2 separate regions of the Mus musculus genome follow, and region 1 is linked to region 2. The links are chromatin contacts, called in public HiChIP or PLAC-seq maps. All regions are on one chromosome and are shown on one strand. Each heading gives the region's core, a stretch centred on a gene start, on an enhancer-like site or on the middle of the called end of the contact. The rest is flanking DNA. Distances are from core to core; before and after follow the strand shown.

The links. HiChIP or PLAC-seq counts read pairs in DNA pulled down with a chosen protein or histone mark.
Region 1: a contact with region 2 is called in an HNF4G HiChIP or PLAC-seq map of pancreatic cancer cells. The contact joins two enhancer-like sites. A contact is called at or near these places in 4 of 39 promoter capture datasets (the 3T3-L1 cell line, HPC-7-derived erythroid cells and liver), 4 of 484 Hi-C or Micro-C datasets (embryonic stem cells, epidermal suprabasal cells, pancreatic cancer cells and 1 more) and 4 of 115 datasets of contacts at active chromatin or transcription factors (the 3134 cell line, extraembryonic endoderm stem cells, pancreatic cancer cells and 1 more).

The regions. Positions count from the first base shown.
Region 1 is chr2:60,699,809-60,703,077 of GRCm38.p6, forward strand. The region is part of intron 2 of Gm33436 (a long non-coding RNA gene); the gene reads left to right. It also overlaps a transcript of Itgb6 not described here. Among named protein-coding and RNA genes, the nearest start is that of Gm33436, 8.8 kb to the left of the region's middle. Within about 2 kb of position 1,408, at least 73 of the 459 cell types and tissues checked have an H3K27ac peak or open chromatin away from gene starts, as enhancers often do. A contact at or near this core is called in pancreatic cancer cells, where this site is marked.
Region 2 is chr2:60,599,598-60,602,826 of GRCm38.p6, forward strand. It overlaps Itgb6 (integrin beta 6), which reads right to left. Exons shown (of 15, transcript NM_021359.3): 15 at 1-986. The coding sequence ends at 888. Among named protein-coding and RNA genes, the nearest start is that of Pla2r1, 48 kb to the left of the region's middle. Within about 2 kb of position 1,409, at least 6 of the 459 cell types and tissues checked have an H3K27ac peak or open chromatin away from gene starts, as enhancers often do. A contact at or near this core is called in pancreatic cancer cells, where this site is marked.

The sequences.
Region 1 (3,269 bases), core at 158-2,657, 100 kb after region 2:
CTGGCTGGTGTGTGTGTGTGTGTGTGTGTGTGTGTGTGTGTGTGTGTGTGTGTGTGTATTCTGATAGCAGTCTCATATCAGAACAATTAAGTATAAACCTGAAGGCCTGCTCTCATGAAAACCTTCAATCCAGTCTCTAAGGGCCTCAAACTCAGACTTTCAAAGGGAGCCTTGCTTTGCCAACAGTCACCATTTCACTGTGTTTGCTAATTTCCCAACTCCATGAAAACCTCCAAAAGGGTGAAGATGGAGAACAGAACCTTATGGGAGCCCCAGGAACTTACAGATCCCTGAATGTCATCATGACGTTATCTCTAAAGTCCACACTGTCCCTTAGGGGCTTTTATTGACAAACTGCAGAGAAGTGACTCAAGTCTATGTCATGATCATCTTTCCCAGAACTGGGAGTTCCTCTGGCCTGCCAGACACAGGAGCATTTTTTTCCTTCTCCTCAGCCTTACTCACACATGGTGGCTCATCGCTTTGAGGGCATGGAGAGTTTCCTCATGGCCCCTGTACATTCTGTGCTGCTTTGCTGAGTGAGGAGAGGTGCACACGGCTGCATCACTGTTTTCAATTTCATTTTTCAGTTTCACCTGGGGCCAAAGTTTTCGGTATCCATATAGTTTGATTGCTTTCTGATTCACTGTGATCATATGCTTTGCAGGATAATTCATTCTTTTGCTCGAAGATATTAATAACACACAGTGTTAGTACTCTTAAGCAGACATGTAAAAGAAAAAAATTGAAACTCAGGAAGACTGAGTAACTCACATTCGAGGTCTAAGAGATGTGGCCGAGACAGGAGAATTAGACAATTGGAGACCTTCAAACCATGGCAGAGCTTTGTGGCTTCGAAGAGAACTATGCAGTTTTTCAAACCCCCAAATTATTTAATTAAACAGGACTTAAATATCTATTATAAACCCAGCCTCATGACACAGAAATATATCCATGTATTTAGTCAATAAAATATTTTAAGTACAGTATTGTACAAAAAACACGTAGCCACAAGGGCCTTGTCTTTAAGAATCCTCTGGGTAGTTAGATAAAAAAACAGATCTCTGAAGTAGTTTGATGACAGTATGAGGTAGTGTGTGAGGTAATAGATGCTGGAGGTCAGAAGAGTTCCTGCCTGACATAGTCAACCTGACCTGAAAGGCCACAGGATATGACTGGGGAACACTCTAGAAAAAGGCACTTTGGAAACAGGAACAGTGTGCATCAAAGAACTGAGCCAGTAACCATTAAAGTGTTCATGCAGCCTATCAGGTTACTTGGTGAGAAGATTTGTCAGGGACCGGGAAAAATTGTAGACTAATTTTGTCACTTGCTGAGGTAGAAGCGATAATGTCTCATACTTTGTATATGTGTGGTTATGGAATCATAATCTTTATTGTTATTATTATCTGCATGAGTCAGGCTGGAGCTAGATCTCATTAAAGAGTCCCCAGGGAATACGAAGAGGAATCGAGGTACACACATGTCAAGTGAAGTATCATCATCAGTAGCTAAGGATTTTTACCCATAGTCTGGTGCATTGAACCTCCACTGAAAAGACTCGGTCTCAAGGATTAGCTTTTTATCTGAGACCCTAAAATGAACCTAAGGCCTTGTGTGCTGGTACACACCTTCTTTCTTCTCCTTCTCCTTCTCCTTCTCCTTCTCCTTCTCCTTCTCCTTCTCCTTCTCCTTCTCCTTCTCCTTCTCCTTCTCCTCTCCATCTTCTCCTCCTTCTTCTATTTATTTATTTAATATATATCAGTACACGATCTCTCAATTCAGACACACCAGAAGAGGCCATTGGATCCCATTACAGATGCTTGTAAGCTACCAAGTGGTTGCTGGGAATTGAACTGAGGTCCTCTGGAAGAGCAGTCAGTGCTCTTAACCACTGAGCCATCTCTCCAGCCCCTACAATAGCTTCTTAAGCTAGATACAGTTACTCCGAGTTTTAGAGGTGAGGAAGCAGACTGAGATGCCCTGAGCATAAACAACAGTGGTCGAAGGAATTGAGGCAAGATCGTGAGCCCAGTTCATCAGATTTACCCTTTAGCTGCCATTTAGCTGGGATGCCTAAGTGACAATAAAACAAGTTATTATATTTTAATAAAGCACAGAATTGGGACTCAATAAGGGTTGCTCTCTTCTGAACCCCACCAAGTGGTTGGGGGATTTCTAGGCAAAACTTTTAAGTTGATCAACCATTTCTTGCCCTTCTACTGTCTGTTCAGTATGCTGTTGCCATATGTAACCAACCATGGGGCCCATGAGAGGTGAAGAGTCTAAGGTGGAGATGTACGAGTATCAGCTGTGCATCGAATTTTAAAGGTTTAGTGTGACCACCTTTAAAAAAGGACATTATATATCCAAATCATTTTTAATTGGTCCAAATGAGATACAAGTACCTCATGTTTCTTTTTCCTTTCTTCTGGTCTGACTTCTAGAAAACGTTCACTTGCACATCTGGCTCAGGTTTGTGGTTTCTGTTATCTGCCCCTTAGACACAGGAACTGCCTTGCCCAATCCTTTGTCTTTCCAGAGGTGCATTTGGCTTACAGTTCCCTCCCTCTGTCAGGACGCTAATGGCTTTCTGTGTGAGGAGTAGTATTCTCACCCACTTCATGCTAGCACATAAATGTCTGTCTGTGTGTCTCTCTCTCTGTCTCCTCTCTACCTCCTTCCCTCCCTCCCTCCCTCCCTCTGTGTTTCTTGTAACTCTCTTTCCCCCTCCCCCACTCTCTCTGTTATCTTCATATCCATCTCCACTTCAACAGATTTTTAAGAAAACATCCTTAGCAGGGAGTTTTGTGTACCCAGCTACTGAGACTTGCCAGTGGCCACAGGGATCTGGAGGATGCCACCATGTAGATCAGCTGGAGGTAGAGACCAGAGAAGAGTGGTAGAGACTGAAAAATGGAAATTTCCATGCCTTGGATAAAGGTAGCAGACACCATCAAGCCCCAGCTAGTTGTTGACTTGTTCCAATTTAAGCCCAAAGGCCAGACCCCTTGAGTTCTCATGGGTGTCTGTGGACTTGCATACCTATTGATGAACCCCACTGAAATAAAACCTGTGAACACACATAGTAAACTTGTAAATTGTAAAGCCTGCCTGAGACTCTGTGTGGCACGCAGCCTCAGCTGTCTACAAAGACCTGCTTGGTAAAATGGTTGGTATGTGGTAAACTGGACTGGTGGTTGCTGGCTTTTGACATGTGGCATGATCAAAGCTGGAAAGTTCCCTCTTTACATAGATGAGCTGTAGAG
Region 2 (3,229 bases), core at 159-2,658:
GAGGACCCATATCTTTAGTGTTACTAGCAACACATTTTATAAATTACCCCTTCCTCCTCTTTCAAACAAAATACTTGTGTCCATGTCTTTTAAGAGTACAAGCCCATGACTTAATTTTCAATCTCTCACTTGGGAAGTCACTCTGGGAGAACTGGATTCTTTCAGTTGATGGGAAATCAGACTCTCATTTCTCATACATAAAAGTTAAGATCTCTGAGCATGAAATGGAAGGCAGAGACAGGCAGTTCCATGGTTGTGAGTTCAAGGCCAGGCAGCCTGGTCAGTTCCAGAATGGCCATAGAGACACCCTTTCTAAAAAAAAAAAAAAAAGAAAAAGAAAGAAAGAAAGAAAGAAAGAAAGAAAGAAAGAAAGAAAGAAAGAAAGAAAAAAGAAAAAAAGAAAAGGAAAGGAAATAAAAAAACAAAACCAAACCAAACCAACCAAAGAAACAAATTCCTTCAGGAAATAGATTTTTCTGCAAGTATGGGTAGACAATGCATAAGGACTCCGGGATTTTTTTGGAGACAAAGACTTTAGGTAGCTGGATTCCGGAAGCAAATGAGATTCTAATTCTGAACATTTTTCAAATGCAAATCAAGTTCCCGGGAATCGTTTTGATGATTTTTTTTTTTGAGGCATTAATGCAACAGAGTTTATATTCTTCAAGGGATCTTGAATTCATCTCTTTGCTTGGGATATTCTTTTCTTGATTGTTTCCAATCAGCGAACAATGTCTCACCTTCATGCCCTGAATGACTGGTTGTTGAATGACCTGTTATTATCTTAAGTCGACCTCCTTTTGAAGCGACAAAGCATGATAAACCATACAGTGCAGTAAACCTTTAACGCAAGCGGAGTTGACTTTCTCTGGCCGAAGGAGGTCTGTCTACCCATCTGAGGAAAGGCCTGCTTTGTGCTTCTCCCTGTGCTTGTAGGTCACGTTCTTAAAAGTGCTGGTGGAACCTCGGTACAGAGGATTGGTTCCCTAAAGAACAGTAGGGGGAAAAAACGGTTCAAAGAAAAGATGCATTTTGTTAGTACACCATTTCCACATCTTCAAATATTTGTGTTATAGTTCAAATGGGAGAGCAAAGCTCTATCTTGGAAGCTATTTGAATTTATTTTGATAAATTTTAAATTTTATCCACCTTTATCTCATTTATGTTGTTATTTCATGTTATATGCGTATGCACATCTCTGAAATTATTATTTTTAATTTTATTACACCAATTTGTGTAGCAGAAGGGCACTTGTGTGCTACTGTGTGCCTGTGTAGGGTACCTTGGGAGCCAGCTTTGACTTTCTACTTTGAGGTCCGAAGAATCAAACTGAGTTCAGCAGGTTTGACCACAATGTCTGTTACCCTCTGACTCACCCTCGCTGGCCCTCTACCTTATGTTCTGAGTCTCTCAGTTAACAGGGATGGGGCTGGCATGAGGCCAGGGTAGAGCCCATCAGTTTGGTTAGACTTGGCTGGGTAGCATTCCAGGGCTATTTGTAGGTTTGTGGGAGGAGGACCCACACACCTGCCTCCTACACTGGAGGGGTGGGGGAGGACCCCTCCAATTTGACTAGACTGGCTGGCTAGCAGTCTCCAAAGCTGTTTATGGGAGGAGTAGCTACACACTCATGGTCATCCACCCTCCTGTATTCTGTGAAGAAGCCCAATAAACTTTGCAGTTCTCCAGAATGAACATTGGTAGAATAGTGCCTGGTTTACCATGGGACTTTAGGATGAAGGGTAGATATCGTTTACAACCCCTCAGGGAAAAGAATTTTATCTATATACTAACAAAATTGTATTTGCTATCAGAAGAACTGATGAAAGCAAAAACATTTCCTGATCTCACCTAACCTTGCCCTTAGATTTGTGATAACACTCCCTCTGTATGGGAATTGCCCCTATAGCTACGTCTATACTGCTTTGAGCTAGTGATCCAACCTCTGACCAAGTGCTCTTGGTCATGTGACTTCAGAGAGACCAATGCCATATCTGCACTGAGGACAAGAAAAAGTTGTTTCTTGGCTAGAGCTTCCTGGTTGATGAAAGCCAGCTTGCTGTATTGTCTGTACTCCTAAGGTTAGCCTGGATAGTTAATCCAGATGCCATAAGCAGTATAAGCTTTAAAAGGTGAATAGTAACGGCTATGGTCTCAGGTAGGTGTAGAGTCTCATTTGCAATAAAACCCAGAAGTTTATGAAGTTTAAGGTCTAGGAATTATTGATGAAGGCATTGGTTAAAGAGGCAAGATTAGAAAATGTGGGCAAGATTAGAAAACCAGGCAGGGATGATAGCTGAAGCCTGGGATGAAGAGAGGGAGGGGTTATGGAATCAGAAGAACAAGTAGGCAGTGATCAAGGCCAGCTTAGGCCTTTTTAGGACTAGTACTTGCTCGTAGGCCCTACCCCATATCTGTCAGTCATATTAAAATATACCTACCCCCCATATGCAATAGAATTTTGTGTGTCTGTGTTAAAGATGGGTGTGCAACTATGCTTGCCTGTGCATGCATGTGTATAGGAGGTGGAGGTCAATTCTGTATATCTTTTATTGAACCCCACCCTTACTCCCTTTGAGACATAGTCTCTCGGTGCTATGGAGCTCACCATTTTGGCTAGACTGACTGGTTAGTGAGCCCCAGGATCTGCCAGTTTCTAAACCCTCCAACACAGGAGTTGTAGATTTGAGTTACCGGGTCTGGCTTTTACATGGTTGGTAGGAATAGGAACTCAGGTTTTCTTGCTTGCGTGCTTTACCCATTGAGCCATCTCAGTAACCCCACCAAATAGATTTTATAGGCACTCTAGAGGGGATGGCTCAAGTTTCAAGAGACAGGGCAATACAACACTGTTTTGTAGATAGTTGATTATCTACTTTTGTGCAGGTCTCAATTACTTCTAAACTTCACTTACTCCAGTCTGGACTAGTTCAGGGATTCCTTGCAGAGGGTCAATGGACTAGGAGTCCACCCTAGTTGGAAGGGAAGGAAGCGATGTTAACTGGAGAAGAAACAAGTCCACACTCCCGTGGAGGTGAAGGAAGGAGGTGGGACCTGACCTCAGCTGATGGTGAGGGTTCAGTAAAGCATGCTAGCATTTGTGCTTCATGAGCAGGAGCGGGAGGGGAGGTGGTTAGTGCTGTCCGTATTCTTTATTGACTTCCCTTTGTGGGATGTCCAGTTGAGACTCAGGCTTAGGGCCCTTGGGTGAGTGTCCACATTTAGACAA